Linked DNA regions of Gossypium arboreum: region 1 is linked to region 2. Evidence: chromatin contacts called from public Hi-C data. All regions are on one chromosome and are shown on one strand. The core of a region is the stretch at or near the end of the contact, and the rest is flanking DNA. Distances in the headings are between cores, read along the strand shown.

Region 1 (5,040 bases), core at 2,468-4,967, 350 kb before region 2:
CTATCCGCGGCGTATGGATGGGTAATTCTAGGATTTACGGCGATTTACTCTTTGATTTTTGGTGTTCTTTTTGTTACAATTGTTAATGACTTGATTGGAAGATTTGTTTCCTTTTTTGGGGCTTTTTGGGGTGGGTCTAAAATGGGTTTGAAAAGACTCACTGGGTTCGTTCTAATAAAATGGGCGGTAAGAGACGCGGTGACTCAGCTTCTTGGATTGTGGTATTTCGGAGAAATTGAGGATCACTACTCGTTTTTTAAGCTTTTTGTCAGGTTAAAGTTGATGCCTTTTTCGGTTATGTCACCATGGATTAGGGGTTATGAGAAGGAGATTTCAGGGTTTTTGTTTACGTGGTTTCTGGTGGATACTTTGGTTTCATTTGCATTCTCATTAGCTGCTTGGGTAGCCGTTGTGGATTCAAGGAGAACCGGGAGAGAAATTATTAAAGAAGGTTGTTATCTGATGTCAACACTTTTGAACCAAGGGATACAGATTCAGTGTTATGAAGCTATCTTAGGTGGGTCGTTGGCAAGATTGATTTTGACTCGTATAGGGGGAGAATTTTTTGCCACGGTTATTCAGGCAGCTCTGGAGTTGTATTTCATGGTAGCTTGGTTGATATTTTACTTTGTGGTGAAGTCTAGGGAAGCTAATACAGAAGGTAGGAGGTATGGGAGGAGAGAATTGGAGGCTTTGATTGATGGACTTGGATGAAAATTCAATCGGAAAAAATGGGGGAAATTTTCATTTGCTGCTATAATTTTCGATTCTGACACTGAAGATGCCTGAAGATATCGGCAACATTTTCAATGCTTCGAGTCTTCCTGTTTTTGCAGAGCTAATGATGCAATACTGCCATAGTTTCGGTCTAAGAACCTGCCAATGCATTGCATGTACTTTTTTATGAGGGAACACAATATATACTTGTGTATATTTTCCACTACAAAGCTTCTGTGTGTATATTCTGTTGCCATCAGTTGTTTCTTACTGCCTTGCAGTACTTGTTCCTTGCTGGTATATGAGAATGGTAATAATTTCTCATGCTTCAAATACTGCTAGTGCTGTTGTCCTTAGACTGTTTATATGTGATGTTATGATTTTCTGTTTTTGCATTGTAGGAGTCTTTTCTTGTTTTTACATCGCTTGTAATTGTTGGTAATTTGCGGAGTGTAGTCTAAGTTCAACAAGTTGTCATGGTGAATTGGGATTTGAGGGTGTTTATGTTAGTTTATAAGAGACTTTAAGGATGGTTGCCCTCTTATATCTTTACAGGGTTCAAATCACCAAAATGGTGTTATATAAAATTAAATTGTCAACATTATCCTCAAACTGGATTTTGTTATTCCAATGTTGTTATTGGGTAGCTTCAGGAATGAAGCGGCCGTTTTGCCCATGTAGTTGGACAGGTTCAACGAAGCTGGTTTTTTGTCTTAAAAGAAACTTTTGGGTTGTGGCTTTGAAATACATTTACTCCATGTTGGTGGAAAATGTGGATGGCTGTATCTTGTTTTTCGTATGGAACAAGATCTTATAATAAGCATTTTCTATTAAGGTGCCGCAAAGTTTTCTGACTGAGTTTTGTTGTTGTTATCATCATCATCAAATTTTTTATAGTTTTCAGATTCAATACATTATAGTCTGTAATATTTTGTCATACTCTGTAGATTCTTGTAGTATGCTCTGCTGTGATTTGTAACCAAGTTTCCTTTGGTCCTTGTTTCTGTCTATATTTGTTGGCAAGTATTATTGTTATGCGAAGACTGAGTTTATATATCTATTCTCATTGTTGTAGACAGTTTAGACTTACGATGCTAATGAGCAAAGAATATGATATGTTACAAGATTCTACTGTGTGTCGATTGGTGTATTATTCGTAGCTCAATATACTAGAGGTTCTATCTTTTCGCAACTTCTCTGGTTTTACTTTGGAGGTTCCAAGCTGAAGAAATTCTTTGGCGTTGAACCTGCATACAGCGTTTCTCAGTGCTAAGGAACCATAGCTTTCCCACCTTTTGACTTGTAACCTTTCTATCGTCATGCATTTGACAACATCCCATGCTAACACAGTGCAAATGCTTGGGATTCGATTCTTTTCCGTGTTTCAAGGTCACTGCTTGCTAATCTAGTGTCATAATTTGATTCAGACACTTGACGTCTAAAGTTCTGTTCATTCTTCTTGCAGCATTTGTTCCTGAATTTCTAGATGAATCTTGAAGAACACAGTTCGATAATCTTAGCTAAACCTAGAATGTCTGATTCTTCCTCGTTAGTTACCCGCTTTTTGCGTGCATCTGCTAGTTGAACCATGCTTTACTGTTACAGGTAAGTATCATGGACACTGCCCTTGAGACGGGCTCGATGAGATTAAGGAGCCTGCTTCCCCGGTCTCTAGGGCAATTTTCATTGATAGTAATATAATTCTAATCTTATAGCTTTATACTATATTTTTCTTTATTTTGTATGAAATATTGACAACCATGTCCAGCAGACATTTGGATATGGATGTAGAGAAAGAGACTTGAAAAAAAATTAAACATACGTTTAACATATACCCGCATCTACACATACGTTTTGTACCTCAATTAGCTGTTCTTTCAAGTTCCAATGTAAAGTGGATTCCGGAGCTGGTAGGGGTTTGGTGTTGATATGGTATCGTACTGTGTGTTTAATTGGGTTCCATTTAGGCACACGAGCTTTCATATGCCTTGAGAGGTTGAGGCCCTTAGAACCAGAACTTAAAATAGGCAAACAGGAAGTCAAATACTTTTTCAGTGGAGTTACATTTATATGCTACAAAAAAAATGTTACAACGATCTACTCAGTATACTATAGATTAGCGTTCTTATTAGACTGAAACCCCGTGAATCAATCAAGTTTCTAGCATAAAATCCTTTAGACACCGGGAGAGTGTTCAATCTTGAGGAGAGCTAGCGCATCGAACAACTTCGAGGAAAAGGCTTTCATCACAAGGAATGCAGAGTTTGGGGTCTGTGGTAAAATCATATTCATCCTGAGCTTGATCTAGCAATGCCTTGAACAGTGGGTGCTTGAGCAAGGTAAGTTTAATTACAAACCTCTTATAGTTTTCACCAACATATACTACCAAGTGACCCTTTGGCACATCTCTCGGGATTGAACTCTCTTCATTCTTGGTATTAGGCCACTTTGCCCACTCATAACAGTATTCGCAACTGCCACAAGGTATGACTCTATTCCCCATCTTCCTCCATTTGGTAATGCATGCCTTTAGAAATTTCCCCTTCATTGTCTAGCAATATGCCAACATAGACAGAGAGTAGATGGGGGAAAGGAACTTGCACATGTAATCTGAAATGGAGATTTGGGTAGTGAAACAGATGGAACTGAAAGAAAGGATTATATAGCAGTAGAAAGAGAGAGAGGGAGAGAGAGAGAGCTTTTGGGGGGAGCATTAATTGGTTGACATGATATGTAACTAAGGCCTAAGAGGTTATGAGCTTGGGTTGGTCGAAGTCTTGGTAGGAGGTTTAGTGATGTTATTTATTTCTTAAGCTGAAATGTATGGATATTGAGATGGTGTAGCCATTTTTATAGCAGTTGGTGTCTTGATACGAAAGTGTACGAACATGCATGTCATTATATAAAAAAGGGTATAAGAAAATTATTGCTTGTAAGGTCAGACATGAACTCTGAGTGAGAAAGGATGGTGCTTGATCGGTGTGATCTTTCGAAGTTCTCGATGTTAAGACCCCACAAGTTGAGAGTGGGAAAAGATAAGATATGAAAGAGGGATAGGATAAGCTTCTTGGGCAGAGTGTGATTCTCCACTTTCAGTTTGTTGACATACATATTATATATTGTAAATGTTAGTAGTATTAATGGATATTAAATATACACCAGCTTGCCTCAGGCCCAGACTGTCAAAAGAGTGAAAAAAGAGAGCTTTATATGGATCTTTTTCATTGATTCATATAGGTGAGATTTAAATCTCAGTAACTGTATGGAGTATAGACCCTTTGTTTTATCATTGAAGGAGATATTATATATACATCTAATTCATGAACTATTATTCTACTCTCTTCTGGGCTATGTTCTGCAGCTGGATTCGGGATAAGCTTTTGCGTATCTCTGGACCCTTGTCTGTCTGTGCATGCATGTAATGGGCAAAACAAGGAATTGCTGGAGACAAACAACCCAAGTCTTTGCCAGGGATTTAAGGGGAGTTAAAAAAAAAAGTAAAGCGAAGAGGATGGAAGTGGTTATATGGAATTGTACAATGATCCTTAACACCCCAGCCAGCGATTCGTAGTTTCAAACATTCCATACTTAAGATTTGTTTGGCTCCATATCTTACCGACCAAACCAATAGTTTAAATACTCTCTTTTAGCTTGAAAATATCCTTATATTCATTTTTTTTATTGCATTGGATGAACTTCAGAAGTTAATTAATTCCAAAATTTCGGCAAGAATAATAAATTTTAAAAAAAAACTTAGAAAAAAACAGAACAAGGAAAGAGAAATACGGATCATTATTTGTTACATTGACAAAGACAAGTGGAAATGACTCTGTTTTCTCTCAAGTTATTCACAGAGATGATTGAAAAGGACAGCAAAGGGTTCATCCCCTGAGGACTTTAAATGCTGTACGCGTTTGTCTGAAGGCGAAGGGGGACAATAAATCACTCAATTCTGCACATCATTCGAGTAGAGCTTCCTACAGTTTTGCAGACATGGTGTGAGAAACTGAATGTAAGTAAAAAGGACTTAATTAAATTGTGGGACTACTGAAAATTTGACTCCATTTTCCCTCTTCCATTTCCCCCCTTTTTTCTCGTTGGAACTGCGGAATGGGTATTTGTAGAAGCATAGAAGTAAAACTATAAGTATTATTTCCCTATGTCAACAGCTAGTTTGGACTGTGAATATAATACAATATATGCTAGAACAGTTTATAAGTGTTAACTTCATATACGGATGAATAAATCATTAAACTAAGATGATATTTCAAGTGAACAGCTTAAACTGCAAGTATGAATGAATAACCCAATGATTTGATTGGA
Region 2 (5,630 bases), core at 2,011-4,510:
TGTTCTTGATCTATATAAATTCAAATTTAACTATTTTATTCAACAAACCATTCAAATCAATCCATAAACACACATTTAGGGCATTTTACAAATTAGCCCTCACATTTTTACATTTTAACACTTTAGTCCCTAATCACAAAAATCATAAAAAAATAAAAAATTTCCATATACCCATGCTTAGCCGAATTTTCATAGTGTTCATATAAGCTGATATATTTCATTTATTTCACATTTTAGTCCCTCAATTTCTCATTTTCACAATTTAGCCTAAATTACTAAAATTCATCAAAAATTCAAAGACAAAACATGTTAACCCAACATCAAGCTTCCATATACTATCATCAAACTTCATAAAACTCGTAGTTTCATCAATGGATCAACTCAAAATCATCAAAAATTTTTGAAATTTAGACATGGGCTTGATAGAACACTAAGCAACAATCACAAAAAACATAAAAATTATCAAAAACTGAACAAAATACATACCTAAATCAAAGTGAACAGTAGCCAAACCCTAGCTTGTATTTTTCTTTCTTTTTCTTTGTGTTTTTCGAAAAAATGATGAACAAATGGCTAGTTTCATGCATTTTTTATTATTAATCACATATTAATTTATCAATTACTATTTTATCCTTAATGAACATTCATTAAAAATCCACCAACTAATGATATATTTGTCCATCCAATAAGCTAATGGTTTAATAACAATATAAAGGCTCCACATTTAATAAAACATAGCAATTTAGCACTTTAACAAATAGAAGGCCACTTTTACATTTTACGTTATTAGGTCCTTTTATCAAATTAAGCATACAAATGATCAAATTTTCATACGAAATTTTCACACATACTAATTCACATATAATAAGCATGGAAAATAATATAAAAATATTTTTCTGACTCAGATTTGTGGTCCCAAAACCACTATTCCGACTAGGGTCTAAACCAGGCTGTTTCAGTATGCTCTCTGGTCTATTTGAATGCTCAGAATCAACATGTGCATGATAATGCTATTATACAGATGCATGTTCTAATCTAAAGGGTTGAACCTTACCTCCTATGTTAGACGTGGTTTAGGAGAAACTACCTGGGCATCTGATTGGGCCTGAGTAGTGGTGGCCTCCGGATGGATGCTGTCTAAAGATGAACTTTGATGTAGCTTTTCATGCACCTTCTAGGACATCCTACGTGGGAGTTGTTATTTGAAATCACCAAGGAACAGTTTTGGGTTCTCACCAGGTGGTAAGCAGAAACATGCGTTCGATTTTTGCTGCTGAAGCCATTGTTTACCTTAAGGTGGCCTGCTTGGGCCTGGCTCTCAGGTTTTTAGATATGGCTGTTGAAGGCGACACCCTTATGATAATTCGAAAGGCCAACTCCTTTTGGTCTAATACGTTAGTCCTTGGCTCCTATATCCGAGACATCAAGCACTAGGTAGGTTTTTTTTGGCCAATGTGAATTTCGACATGTCTTTCGTACAGGTAACACAATGGCCGATTTGTTGGCAAAGGAAAGATTGAAGGCTGGGTTGGACTTTTACCTGTGTGGGTGTGTTCCTGATTTTGTGCAGCGAACAATGGAGGCTGATCGCCGTGTTGTTTTGCGAGGTGATTGAAGGGGAAGTGGTGAGATCTAGAGGGCATGTTTCATTGGGGTTTCTTTGGTCCTTATAGGAGTGATTGGGGTTTTAGCTGACTTTCTGGTAGGTTTGGGACAACTCTGGTGCCACATCTGTGATTCTTGCATGTGGATTAACGGCTGAGTTTCTTTTTTGTTGGATTTTTGCGTGCTCTGGTTGGTTGGTCTCTTTCTCATTGGGACCTGTTGGCGTTTTAGCTGCCTCTATTGCCATCTAGTTGGCTATTGGAACTGCTTATCGTTTGTTTATTTAGGGTTTTGTTTCCAGAGTGGGCGTTTGTATTGGGCTTTTGTTTTGGTTTGCTTTGTTTGGTTTATTTTCTGTTGGTTTCACTTGTTGGACTTACTGTTTGTTTGTTTAAATGCAAGCCCAATTCCTTTTAAAAAAAAGTATGGTATTGTTTTTTTTTTTAAGGGTGAACTACACAAATAGTCAATTAGCTATTAAAACTTTTTTATTTTAAGTATCCAAAATAAGAAGTTTGTAATTTAAGCACCCACGTTACATAGTTTAATAATTTGGTCACTCTTGTTAAAATCACAAATAGCAAGTTGACGTGACAGTTAAAAAATCGATATAATAACAAATTTAGTCCTCAACTTTTACATGTTATAGAAATTTAACCATAATTTTAAAAAAATTAATCCTTAAAATTTACAAATAATCTCAATTTGATCCTACTTCTAAAAATAAAATACATAAATATTTTTAAAATATAATAATAAATTTAAATTTTATATTAATATTAGTATTAATATTAAATAAAACAAAAATTCTCCCATCCTCGTCCCTCTTCTCTCTTGCATCGGACCTCCCCCACCATTGTCCCTCCCATTTTTTAAGCAACCAAGAATGCCTCTTGAAGAATGTAACTTGGTTGCTATTAACATTCACTATACTCATTATCTCTATTTTTCTCTACCTATATTTTTTCTCTTCTCTGTTTCTTCTTAGAAAAAGGAAAAACAGAAAATAAGAGGCGAAAAAATCTCCCAAAAAAAGTTATTTCAATTCCATCTTTGAGAGACAAAATAAAAAGACTAACAACTTTTCATCGCCTTGAGTAGGGGTGAAGGGAAAGGAGACAAGGACGGTGGTGGGGGAGGTTTGAAGGGAGAGAGCAACGGGAGTGGGGGATTTTATTTTATTTAATATTAATATAATTATATTTATTTAATATTAATATAAATATTTATATAAAATATAAATTTATTATTATATTTTTCAAAAAATATTTATGTATTTTTATATATTTCTTTAAATTTTTAGAATTAAGATCAAATTGAGATAATTTATAAATTGAGAGTTAATTTTTAAAATTATAACTAAATTAATATAATATGTAAAAATTTAAGGCTAAATTTATTATTATATTGATTTTTGTAATTGCCATGTCAATTAATCGCTTATAATTGACCAAAATAATTAACATAAGTACTTAAATCATAATTTTTATTTTATTTTGAGTACTTAAAATGAAGATGATGTATAATTTACAATTGTCAAAATAAAATAAACAAATTATTGCAATTTTCATGCAACTCGTAAAATGTTTGAGTTTACTAGCAAATCCAAATGTGGATACAAATATAAAAACTTGAATAAAAATAAGATGAGGTACCTAGTATGATGTTGATGTGAATATGAGAGAGGACGGAGTTGGACTGTTTTGGACCATTTTTAAATTGTATTTTCTCTTTTTCCGAATAACAACCATTTTAAATTGTTAATTGAAATCTTAGGCAATAAAATTGATTTCAAGGCAAAGGTCAGAACCGTCAAATTCGCAGCAACCTAAGCAGATCAAATTCGCAGCCCTAGATCTCGTAATTGCTCCAATTAATGGAAGGATCTCAAACACTTCATTTTGCATAGTTTTCAACTCAAAAACCAATTATTCGCCGGTCTCCTTTAAAAATTCAGAACAACTCATTAAATGGAATTAGAAGATGCCGCTTAAACTCAACGGAATATCACGTCCGCTCGAAACTCTGATCCAACGGTTGAAAGGGCCATCCGTACGGAATCGGATCGGGACTTGCTTGTCTTTTTAACGCCCGCGGGAAACAACAATTTGTTTATAAATACGTCAAAATGAAGCTGTTTTAGCTTTTTCCCCTTTTTTTATTTATGTATTTTTTTTTCGTTTCAAAAAATTCAACGTTCGATCGTTATCTTAAGTCACTCGTGTACTCCATTGTTTCTTGTGAAATAGTTCCTTGTTTGCTTTTGTGTCTTGTTTTTTCCTTTTGAAACTAAAGTTTCAACCTTCCTGGTTTGGTGAGTACTGTAAATTCCAGATCTTTTTTTTATTGTTTTGATTGAATGGACTTGGAAATGATCACCTATTTCTGGGTTTAATTCGTATTGTTTATTAGTGTTTTCTGAATTCTGGGTTTTTTTCTTTTTCATGTTTTTAGGTTGCTTAATGATAAAGTTCGGATTTTTTCTTTTTAATCCTTGTGTTTCTATGTTTGATCGGCTACATCAAGTTTTCATTTGAATCGACGTGTTTTTTTTTTTTTTTGGAAATTTTGAGTTTTGTGCTTTGTGGTTTCCATGGTTTTGTATATGTTATGAAATCGTGTGTATGAACTGTAAATTATATCCAGGCATAAGAGAAACCTTAAAGAATTAATTGTCGTTTTCGTCATTAAATTTTCAGTAGTTTATTCAGAAATGAAACTCTAAGTGGAGAGCATCTTAGAATTGGATCTAGATCAAAGTGTAAATAAAGAAAGTATTTTTATCTAATTTGACTTCGACAATTTTTTATTTATTATCTTTTAAGATGGTTGCTTTAGGATAGAATAGAATTGATTCCACCGGTAAATTTAGAGAGCTAACATTTTTATTCTGTGGTGCAATGAAAATCCACTAAAACAAACTTTTTTAATGTAGTCCTTTTTGTTGCCTTTATTACAAAGTTATTCTTATTTGGGGTTTTGTCTGAAATGAAAAGAATATCTTTCTCATAACTCCTTTTGGGTTTCTTTTTAGACAAGGTGGTCTTGATTCTTAACTCATTATCAATAGTGCTTACTTTTTTTAAAGATATATTTGAAGGAGAAGGTATCCTCAGATTGAAGAAAATAAATTGATACTTCATCATTTGTTTATTTACAGAATTTTTAGTATCTTTTTGCAATTAATTTTAATTATTTTGAATGAACTTTCACAAAGTATCATCAATACAAATATAGTTCATGTAGAACTTGGTGCTGTATAGACAATTGACTTAAATAGTTTGAAAAAACTAGAGCAAATAGATATGACTACTTAGCTTTCTAGGTTTCCATAACTTTCCACAAAGAAAATGTATTGCTGCAGTTTCTTAGTTTGATGCTTGCAGCAGAGCCTTTGCCCTGTGGTTTTCAGGGTAATTGCAGTTTTAGGATTTATTTCTTCATGCATGAATACGGATATCCAAATGCTTTTTTTTTTCTTTTTATGTGTGAACAAATATCTAATTAAGAATTGCTTGTACAGATGGTCAAGTGTTTGTTTGAAGTTGATGATTATGAATCAGCAAGATTCAGATTTCATGCATTGGGTTCTGGGGGGTGACCTGTTTTATCCTTCCGTATATAGTTATACAATACAGCATGATAATGGTGAAATGTATCATCACATGCATGATTTTAGAGGTCATACGGATACTCAAAGCAGCCAGATAGAGAATGATAAGGTCATTGCTGGTATCCTTCAGGAAGAGTTCTCACATCTCGATGTAGCAGAAGCTTCTCAATTTTCTCATGCTGATGAACAACAATTGCAAGCATCCAGTGGACCTCATGATTGGTATAGTCCATTAGCAACAAACTACAATTATTCAGGTGTCTAGAAGCTTTTCCTATCATGTTTATATCATTTTCATGGTATTTATAAGATTACCACTATTTGGAATTTATTTTGCCAATGTGCAGCCTATGAATATGGCCAGGATGAATCTGATGTTTTGGTGCCACCTAGTTCGTGCTCTAGCGCTAGT

The links. Hi-C and Micro-C count contacts between places; a contact is called where the count stands out from the background.
Region 1: a contact with region 2 is called in a Hi-C map of leaf, with 2.7 times the contacts expected there. The contact joins the promoter of LOC108470016 here to the promoter of LOC108460582 in region 2. A contact is called at or near these places in 2 of 5 Hi-C or Micro-C datasets (both in leaf).

What each region holds. Positions count from the first base shown.
Region 1 is chr4:98,605,686-98,610,725 of ASM2569848v2, reverse strand. LOC108470016 (indole-3-acetic acid-induced protein ARG7) reads right to left here and starts at 3,717. Exons shown (of 1, transcript XM_017771192.2): 1 at 2,755-3,717. The coding sequence starts at 3,265. The coding sequence ends at 2,912. LOC108470015 reads left to right here. Exons shown (of 1, transcript XM_017771190.2): 1 at 1-1,309. The coding sequence ends at 714.
Region 2 is chr4:98,256,575-98,262,204 of ASM2569848v2, reverse strand. LOC108460582 (OVARIAN TUMOR DOMAIN-containing deubiquitinating enzyme 10-like) reads left to right here and starts at 3,260. Exons shown (of 11, transcript XM_053027385.1): 1 at 3,260-3,919; 2 at 5,349-5,440; 3 at 5,566-5,630. The coding sequence starts at 5,395.